Regions from separate parts of the Mus musculus genome. Here region 1 is linked to region 2. Evidence: chromatin contacts called from public Hi-C data. All regions are on one chromosome and are shown on one strand. The core of a region is the stretch at or near the end of the contact, and the rest is flanking DNA. Distances in the headings are between cores, read along the strand shown.

The links. Hi-C and Micro-C count contacts between places; a contact is called where the count stands out from the background.
Region 1: a contact with region 2 is called in a Hi-C map of cortical neurons. The contact joins two enhancer-like sites. A contact is called at or near these places in 1 of 39 promoter capture datasets (the 3T3-L1 cell line), 3 of 484 Hi-C or Micro-C datasets (bone marrow-derived macrophages, cerebellar granule neurons and cortical neurons) and 3 of 115 datasets of contacts at active chromatin or transcription factors (the NIH/3T3 cell line and embryonic stem cells).

Annotation. Positions count from the first base shown.
Region 1 is chr15:39,766,336-39,771,521 of GRCm38.p6, reverse strand. It overlaps a transcript of Dpys not described here. Among named protein-coding and RNA genes, the nearest start is that of Dcstamp, 23 kb to the right of the region's middle. Within about 2 kb of position 1,966, at least 17 of the 459 cell types and tissues checked have an H3K27ac peak or open chromatin away from gene starts, as enhancers often do. A contact at or near this core is called in cortical neurons, where this site is marked.
Region 2 is chr15:39,360,309-39,365,644 of GRCm38.p6, reverse strand. The region is part of intron 5 of Rims2 (regulating synaptic membrane exocytosis 2); the gene reads right to left. Among named protein-coding and RNA genes, the nearest start is that of Rims2, 160 kb to the right of the region's middle. Within about 2 kb of position 4,029, at least 10 of the 459 cell types and tissues checked have an H3K27ac peak or open chromatin away from gene starts, as enhancers often do. A contact at or near this core is called in cortical neurons, where this site is marked.

The DNA.
Region 1 (5,186 bases), core at 717-3,216, 410 kb before region 2:
GGAAATGCAGTAGGAGCTTCCTCATCCTGCAGATGAGATATAAGTGGGCTGCCTCACACACCTGCCAGACTTTAGGTCACACTGTCAATTTGGCCTAGAGTTTGCAACCCCTGGGACCAGGGGTTGGGTGGGGAGACAGAGTAGAGGTCAGAACAGACTCTAGAGCCCCTGGCTGACAGTTGAGATTTTATATTACAGAGTGCAGGGAGGAAAGTGGGCAGAAGAACACAGAACAAGAAGAATGAGAAGAAAGCCAAGGTCACAGAAGCAAAAGGTCTTGTCGAAAATCCAGGGACAGAGTTTTCGTCTATTTCTGGATAAAAGAACAGGATGTGGGAACCAAAACTGTGGTCAGTTCTCTAATGCCACCCAGCACGATGACTTAGGCAAAGCATCCTCTTTCTATTTTTAACTAGATGGAGCTGCGTCAGAGGACCTTGCTGCTGACTAATCTTGTCAAAGCGTCTTTTTCTGAATTGCATAAATGCCATCTACACAGGCTGAGGAACATTGGAGACGAAAACTTTAAAGTCGGCTGCACACGGGACACACTATAAATAGTGTTCTGAAGAGGAGCAGGGTGTTCCGGGTCATGGCTCTCTGGAAGTTCTCTAGGATTTCATGGTTGAGCCACACAGACATGCAAGAAGTCATTCATTGGTTTAAGCTGAATTAATGGCCAGTGGGTTCCCCCCCCCTCATTCAACGAGGGCTGCCTTTGTAGTGTAGATGATAGAAAAATGTATGCATATTTTCCGGCAAAATTATTTTTCTACTTGTATACCCCTTCACTAGTAGTAGGCATTTCATTGGAGGAAAGCAGTCGAGAATGGTTGCAAAGAGCTTTATGGCAAGAGTTACATCCCAGCCAACAACAAGACTTTAGTGACAGCGGTGTGCTAGGTGGTTATGGGCTGTACCCTATCACAGTTCTTTGATGGGGGGGGGGATGGATATTGTGATATCTAGGCTCTACTGCATCTCCATCCCATCCCAATACTCAAGCTCACAGATAGGGAAAGCTCTTGGTGCAGCCTCGAGTGCCAGGGAAGAGACAGTGCCCAAACTCAGCTGCCCACAGCTACCCACTCACTGGAGTTGGTGTATAAATAAATGCCTTGACCCTTCAGTGCAGTTCCATAAGCTCTTCAACACAGAATGGGAGTGGGGGGGGCAAGTTCTGCCAAACGAGGACTTATAAGTGAGAGTAGGGTTTGTTTTGTGTGTGTGTGTGTGTGTGTGTGTGTGTGTGTAGCTGACTCTCTACCTCTTCCACACAGGCAATCAAAGACTGAAAGCGTTCAGAAAAAAACACAGTGCATCTATTTGTTTTGTTGTTATTGCTGTTGCTGTTATTAACTTCCTGAATAATATACATAGACACAAGCAACATACACGCTGCTTGTATTGCATGAGATATTATTATTAGCAATTTAAATAATTCCTTTAAGTAAAAGTGCTGAGTTCACTCAGAGAATGTTTAAGTAAATGACAGAGCAGAGCCTATATAAATAGGATAGAAAGAACAGTGGTCACACACAAGTTACTGAAGCTGGAGAAGCGTGGCATTGCAAGGGACTCACCTAGGGGACACCCAAATGAACCAGGAACATCTTGCATGGAGTTTGTTGGCTCTACTTTGAAAGCAAATTATTTCCTCCAAAGAAGCTATAGAGACTTGTGGTGTTCTGCCTTGGATCAGTCTTGAGGAATTCCTGGTCTAGGTCCTTCATCTCCTCATTCAATATACACACACAGACGCGTGCACACACATATATGTATACACATACACTCATATGTATCTATGCATATTTATACACACACATACGATGAGGTCTCATTCTTTAACCCTTGCTAGCCTGTGTAGACCAGGCTGGCCTTGAACCTGCAGCCATCTTCCTGCCTTTGTTTCCAAGTGCAGGAATCACAGACACACCCTAGCGCACCCAGCTGGCATGACGTGTTCTCCAGGAAGCTGTGTGCTATTGACAGGCTGACTACTAATTACTGTGGTAGATAAGCGAAGGAGTAAGACATATGTTCTCTATTCATAAGAATGTTAAAATCTAGCTGGAAAGCCAAGGTAAATTATTCACCCATGTGTGATGTATTATTAAAAACCACATATCTGAATACAGAGGAATGAGTCATTATCATAAATTGGGATAATCTGGAAAGTCTCCATTCATTTGCTTTTCAGAGATAGAAAAAAATCTATAGCTGTCGTGCTCTCTCTCTCTCTCTTTGTGTTTTGATCACTCAGGTTTCTGAAAGACAGCCAAGATGAAGTAGGAGGAAAGGAAGGTTTAGGCACCAGCTCTGCTTCAAGCTCATTAGGAACGGTTGATCCAAAGAGCCCAGTAGAGAAAACATGCTGATGTACTGTGCAGCAAAGACCTGCGTTCAAGTCTGCTTCTGGAACAAGCTTCTCTGTGCTTCAGTTTCCTCATTCCTAAAACTGCAATACCATCAGAAATTTGGTGAGATGTTACACTCAGTAATGTGCCCGACACCCAGCAAGGATAGTAAGACTTACTATGTTTTCTGGGAAGAGCTGATTTGAGCCAGGAGGGAGAAGGACTTGGGTCACCTCACAACAGCACCTGAATAATAAACTCATTCTCTAAATTCTGAGTTCAGCATTTTTTTAAAAAAATTCATTACATCAAGGATTTTGAAAGAATATGTATTTTCTTCAACATATTAATGCATCCATTTGCAACACACGGGGCCTTATTATTCCTGTATAAACACTTTTCTATGACGCTTTCCTTTTCAAAACAATTTCGATTGATTTCTTTCTCCTCTAATTAATATATCATGTTTACAGCCAGTGCACCGCTTGCTGTGGAGAAGCAAGACTTCAATTTTCAGGTCGTCTGCCACTGACACCACACTCTGGCTTTAAACTGTATGAAATTACACATGACATTTAGAACTGAATAACGGTTCCAATTGCCTCTGAAAAAGAACATTTCTTTTGACCTAATGTTATCTTCCCCCCCTTTCAGAAAATAAATCACACTAATACCCCAAGAGCTCCTGTTGTTCTTTATGTTTCACTGACCAACCATGAAAGAGGAAGCCAATCAAATGCCAAGACTCAGGCCACCTTTGAGGTTCTCTCCAGCGGACTGCTGTCTCCCTAGGATCCTAGGTTTGAAGAAGTAGCAGTTTCCTTGGAGATTATTGAGCTCGGCCCTTTGAGAGATGATCTCTGAGCCGGGGTGGGGTGGGGGGGATGGGGAGGTCACTTGTAAAGTCAGCCAGCTAGCTGGCATTTAAAACAAGGTGTTGGGGAAGATCTGGGAGCATCTCTGTTTCTAACTTAAAAGACTCTCCATGATACCATGTCCTGTGCCATCCACGGACTTCTCAAATGCCTTTCTGCACTATCAGGTGTTCAGTTACATCATGCAAGCTCAACACAGCCTACTGCTTGCTCTTCCAGTAAATGTTTACTGGAAGGCAAACTTGCTCATGCAGCCATTGTGATTATAATGACAAAGTCAAGTCATTGCACCGGAGACTGTATGAAGGCAAAGCCTCAACTATTTGCCACCTGGACTGTCACAGAGGTCTGCTGTCTCTCAGGCCTAGTCAAAAGTCCTTCTCCACTGTTTTTACTCTGTGTATCAGACTTATTGCCAGAAGTTGAAAAAAAGAGGGTAACAACTAGAGAGAAGAAAACCAGAGGGGCCTGCATTTATTTATTTAACTTGGAGGGGAGATGTTCACCAGCTTTTACACATGTCATCTCATTGAGTGTCTATGGGGCGGATTGCTATGTCTTAGCTATACATATGGAAGCAGGCTCAGAGAGACAAGCACTAAGCTGCTTACATTTATATCACTAATGCTTAGCACAGGGATTCGGATCCAGCTTTCCCCAGTCTAAAAATCTGTTCATTCTATCATACTGTGTAGTTTTACAAGGTTGCCTTCACCTTTACAGCAAATTTATCTATCATCCCCTAAATTTAACAAAAAAAAATGTAATCAAGTTTAATCATCTAAACAAAGATACATTTAGCAGCAAGTCATGTTTATTAAATGGATAAGAATAGACAAAATTGTCTATCCTCACGAATTCACACAAGTAAGCAATTGGACCACAGAGAGGGAGGCAGTGTATTGGTTGGCAGGCAATTAGCATTTTGTGTTATTGAAGAAATTCAATGGCTCATCAATAGTAGGTGGAAGTCCTATGTGTATAACCAGTTACACAGTTAATTACATAGACACCACGTAGATGCGCTTTTACTTAATCAACAATCCCTCTTCTCCAAGGCTTAGTAAAATTCTCCAGATGAGTGTGTACTGAGGTTGCTTAATCATCTCAATTATTCACTTCTTTAGAACATATATTCCCAGGGCATGAATGCAGGTTTGGAAATTTGGAATTTCCTTTTCCTTTTTTGCATATGCACTCACTCCTTTCTGTTGCTGCTGTTGGTGGTGGTGGTGGTGGTGTGTATGTGTGTGTGCACATGTACACACACACACACACACACACACACACACACACACACACGTAAAGGTCAGAGGACAGCTTTTAGGAGTTAGTTTTCTCCTTGCACCTTGTCAAGGCACTATCTCTCTTGTTTTTGTAGCCCTGCATACTCCATGATAGCTGGCCTGCAAGCTTCCACTGATTCTCCTGTCTCTGTCTCCCCTCTGGCCTAAGGAGTATGGGGGTTGCAAATGCAAGCCATCACATCTGGCTTTTATGGACTTAGGAGATCAAATTTAGATGACATGGCTGTCACCTCTGATCCTATGCTGGCAACTTTGACACTGAGCCAACTCTAAGATGGAAGAGCAAGTCAGCAAGGGCTGCATGTTTGTCTCTGTCCCCCAGAGACCTCCCTGGTTTCTCTGAATCTATCCTTTTCCATAAATAAATGTATGCCATGGTCAGAGAAGCATCATTCCTAGCCTTTGCTAATGAGCCTGGAAGATTTGAGGCAGCACACACCACACTGTATACTTCACCATCCACAAAAGCAGAGAGCACTCTGTTCTAACTTCACTGACTGTGTGACTAGCTGTAGTTTATTTATGCCATTGGATTTTTAACTTGTTTGCATTTGTACAAATTGGTCTACTGGCCAACTTAACTCTGATTTGTTCTCTAAGTATAAAGTGAGGTTCACAGACATTCAGAATTTAGATTAAAAAAAAAA
Region 2 (5,336 bases), core at 2,780-5,279:
AGTGTAGAAAGGGGATAAATAAGAACCCAGTTTACTGACAGCATGAAAGCACGGGGGACACCACACTTTATATGTGGACTTCAAACCAATCATTAAAAAGAAAAAAGGAAGCCGGGCGTGGTGGCACACGCCTTTAATCCCAGCACTTAGGAGGCAGAGGCAGGCGGATTTCTGAGTTCGAGGCCAGCCTGGTCTACAAAGTGAGTTCCAGGACAGCCAGGGCTACACAGAGAAACCCTGTCTCGAAAAACCAAAAAAGAAAGAAAGAAAGAAAGAAAGAAAGGAAGGAAGGAAGGAAGGAAGGAAGGAAGGAAGGAAGGAAGGAAGGAAGGAAGGAAAAGAAAAAGAAAAAGAAAAAGAAAAAAGGAAAGTGGATGAAGAGGATAGAAATGAGTTCAAAAGTAGGCCAATGGACATATGACCATCACATCCAGGTAGGATCAAAAACTAGTGGGGGGTTAAGTTATTTAATAGCCGCTCCTTGGGAAAACAGCTTACATTGTGTAAAAAGATGAACTAGAATTCTTTGCCATATCTACAGCAAATTCTATTAAGCAGACATGATAAGATGATACTATTGCTGAAGACAGCATGTACTGCAGACACGGGACTTAGAAGAGTCAAGTCCAATCATGATGAAATCTAGCTTTCATAATACAGCTGCCAAGGTAGGAAAGCACTCTCCTTCGTTTTACTGCGCATAAATCACAACCACCATGAGACATTCCTAAAGGTACAATAGTATCCAGATCTTGGTGGTAATCAACATCTGCCTAATTGGACTTAAGGTCCTTCCAACAGGATGAAAATCATGCCTCCTACTGGAAACCTAGCCAACTACCTGGTGATAGGAGGTCATGAGAAGAGCCTGCTACAGCACTTCACTTTACTTGAGAACATATTCTTCTGCACAGAGACAAGTATAACTCTCAGTACTCATCAAAGAAGCTTCTCCATACGGCAAATAGAGGCCATCACAGACAACTAGAACTGGCCATAATGCAGAGCAACAGACCATGGGGAGCCCAACTCCAGCACACAAAGCTTCCACATAACTCCTGCACCTAAGGCTCAGGGAACATTAAAAAGAGAGATAGAAGGTGGTAAAAGATATCCAGAAAGTATGCTGCTGTCAGCTTGTGTTTCCTAAAAAATGGCAGAAAGAGGTACAGCCATGATACCGCAACAATGTGGCTGCACAAACAAGACCTAAACAATGACACCACCAATAGACAGGCTAATGAGAGGGGTAAATCTCATGGGAGGCAACCCCAGACTAAAACCAAACAAACAAAAAACCTGCAAATAATTAATGAATGCTAAGAGGAGAATTATTCTTTCCCTAATTGGTTATCCAATACAAAATGGTCAACCCTGAAATCATCTTCACAAGCAATAATGAATAGTCTCAGCTGGTTGTATTTATGGTGTGTGTGTGTGTGTGTGTGTGTGTGTGTGTGTGTGTGTGTGTATACAGGGGAATGCGTGTGTGAATAATAATGAAAGAAAAAAGCCACAAATTAGAGAGGGAATGAGAATGGCTTGGAGAGAGGAGATAGGAGGGGTTGAAGAAAGAAAGGGCAGAGGGGTTAATAGTATAATTATACTTTAATTAAATTAAAAAAAACATTTAAAAAGCTAACAGCTGAAACTACAAAGTATTCTGGATTTTGAATGAAGAATGACTTCTCAATCATGGCCAAAGAAACAAAAAACTAAACAGAAAATGAATCTGAGTATATCAAAATAAAAATGTCTACTCAACAAAAAAACAGTAGGCAGCAATGAAGGGTAGCTCGTTATTTTCAATTCACAGTAACAGTAATTCAAATAACTGCTATACGCAAGGAAAACAGCTTAGGTTTAACATAACTAAAAAAGTGAAAATTACAACCAACCACCTGGTATGTGCACACCACATCCACAAAAAATAATAAGTAATGACTAAACCCAAAGCAGCAGCACCTCGTATCTACCACACTACCAGAGCGTCTCAATTACAGAGCGAGCATTAAGGAATGAGTATGATACGCAATAGTAAGAACCATGAAGTACCGGTACTCTAGGGAGGAGTAGAGGCAGAGAAATCTTTTAAAGAACTAGTGAGACAAAGTATAAACACTCTATGACATATTTATCTCTACCCACATATGAAGACTACAGAGAAGCCTTGCATAGGCCATAGGAAGACATGTGAGTTCACTGATTCTCTAGAACCATGAGGCCTTTTAGTTTAGCCTTGACTGCCAGTTACTAAAGAAATGTTGAATAAAGCAGAAATAACTAAGGAAACAAAACTGAAACACACTAGGGACTGCATTAGTCTTCTGTTGTTGTTATAACAAACAGCCATAAGTAAAGAGGTGAGATAACACGGTGCAGTGGTTCAGAAGAAAACTGGAGAGTTGTTCACTAAAGCTGCTGGCAAGACTCTGCCCTGTGACTGGAAGACCAACACCCGCTTTGGTACAAATTGAAGACAATATCTAAGTTCTAAAGGTTACTAGTTTTACTGACTCAAACCTCTTTCCTCCATCTTCAAATATAGCCATGGCCTCTCCTGCTTTGGATTTCTCTTCCTTCTTCCACCTAATCTCTTTGATCCAGACAGAAAGATTCTCCACTTTTAAAATCACAAGAGTTAACTGCGCACACAGAGATAACTAAGAATAATCAATGCCCATAACTTCAGTCACATCTTCAAAGTCTTTTCTGCCACATAAGGCACATGAACAGGGGAGGGGCTCATGGAGCCATACCCTTACTTAAGGACCTTGTGGGTGCTGCTGCCAAGGAAGAGGCGGTTTTCTTCAGAAATGTGGCCCGGCCCCTGAAATCTCCCCATGCTCCAGTGGATGGTGTAAGCCCATGGACACACAAGCAGCTCTTAGAGGACTCAGTTTTTTTTTAATTTTTATTTCTTTTCAAGCACACATAAAGTTGGGAGAGAAAATGGTGAGAGAATATGGGAGGAATTAAAGATTAAAAATTGAGCGTAGAGTTGCTCAAAATATAGGTTTCTATGAAACTCTCATGTAATAAGGAATAAATTAATTTAAAAGTATCTTTATAAACAAAAATATAATTCTGGATGGATATGGAGAGGTTTGTATAAGTAGGACAATTGAACTGTGCTTTAAATTAAAAAAAAAAATGGATAGACACATCAAAGCTCATCCTCACGTAATCTTGGTGCTGCCTAGAGTGTCCTTCCTGCAGATACAATTTACAGGCTTAGTAACTCCCTTCAAGTGTAAATGTTAAGTACGGCCTTTTCCAACACACTATTTAAAATTGCTAACTTCCCCCATTCCTTAAATTTCCATTTTCCACTTCCTTTATCTTGATTCCTTTCCATAGCTGTAACCAGCCCCACAGAAATACAAACCTACGGCTGCAGAACTCATATTTAAGTAACGGGCGCCCCCTAGAGTTCTGTGCCCTCAGATGCACAAGCCCATAGTTCCAATCCTATGCATTGTCCCAACTTAAATCTCAGTGAGAAATTTTGACTACTTAGAAGCTAAGGGTTAAAACTTTTAAGTATATTCAAGTAACACCAAGTCGACTCTGTGTGTATACTTGGGCATCTGTGTGTGCTTGTGTAGGTAAAACACTAGCAACTAAGGAAAAGCGCTCGTGATTTCAAGACGGAGCAACTGAGGAGTGCACATGGGAGGGGGAGGGAAAGGGAGAAATAATTATATTTCGTTTTTTAAATTTTAACTTGAAGTACAAATTTGGAAGCATCAAAAATGACTTTTCCATATCTTTACTTAAATAGCATGATTCTGGAAACAAATTCACTGGAGATTCACTGCACAGTAATAGTCTGAGAAGAAAACAAGATAAGCTGATGTCCAAACAAAATCAGTGACAGACCTCCACGGAAAATGAAAGGCTGGATGCAAAAGACGACCCTGTGATTGAAGAGACCAAAATCACAAACAAATGAATTATGACAAGCAACAGGAAAAGGTTTAGAAATGAGATTTCATTGTTCACACTTGAGATGAGAGATAACTGACAGTGCTGTCTGCTTGGCCAGAGGATGCAGGAAACTAACACTGGGAGGGACTGAACACTCAATACTCAAGAGTTTAATACTGAAATGTTTGTGGAATTGAGGCAAGAATAAAACTTGCACTTGAAAATACAAATTTGGAACATAAAAACCTCAGGACTAGAGACACATATTTAGAGATAAATTCCAGCATTGAATATGTACAGGCCACCGGTGGTTTTATTTTCCAATCACAGTTATAAACATATTCTAAACTCTAAACCAGCTCTGCCGTGATGGTTTGGCTGGAGCAGCTTTGAATTGCAAATATTTTCAGGGTGCACTTCTGCCATCTGCTGGCAAAAATGATAAGTACGGGTTTATTAACAAGCTGAAGTCAATTATAAATATATTTATAGGGGTCTGAAGATGGTGGGGCATGCTTTAAATCTCAGTACTTGGCGGGCAGAGGCAGGTGAATCTCAACCAGCCTGGTCTAGAGAGTAAGTTCCACAACAGCCAGGGCTTATAGAAAAAGCCTGTCTCACAAAAAACAAATTCATCCTTCAATTCTTTTTTAATTACTGTTTTTCTTTTTACTTTTATCTAGTACTGACACATTCAAACTACATAAATGGGAAAGTATTATTCATGAAAATATAACGTTCCCCACTCCTCAGGCCTTTCCCGGTTCACTTACTACATCCTTCAATACACATTAGAAGACGGCTAACTATCTATGAACTTAAAGATAGTACTAAAATTTATGCTGCCAAGTTTCATTGCTCTCAACATCTAACAGCTAAGATTGCCTTTTTAGATAACTAGAGATTATGTTGGTACAGAAGATTAACAGAAGAGAACTGAATGCTATAAATATAATCTTGCATATAATAATCAAGTGTTATAAATAAGCATCTCAAGCCAGTAAAGGAAAATATTTATCACTCAGTAAAAAGTCTAAGAAGTAGGATAATCATATTTTAAAAGGATAATTCTGTACCTACTGCCACACTGGTAGAAATTTCAGATAAATCATTATTTTATAATTTAATGATACCGTATTTAGAAATCTTGAGAATGTTTTAATTTTGGTAAATATGGTTTTAAAATAACCTTAATAAAGTAATTAATTAAAAATAATCCAAATAATAAACATAAGTAGCCAATAATCATAAGAAAATGTCCAACATTACAGATTTGGAAACAAGAACAATTTGTATTCACTGAGACTATTATACATAAAGAGAACTAAAAACATGTTCACACAGAAATTTAAAAGTGTTAATAGCAGCACCACTCATAATAGGAAAAAATGGCTATGACAATGAAA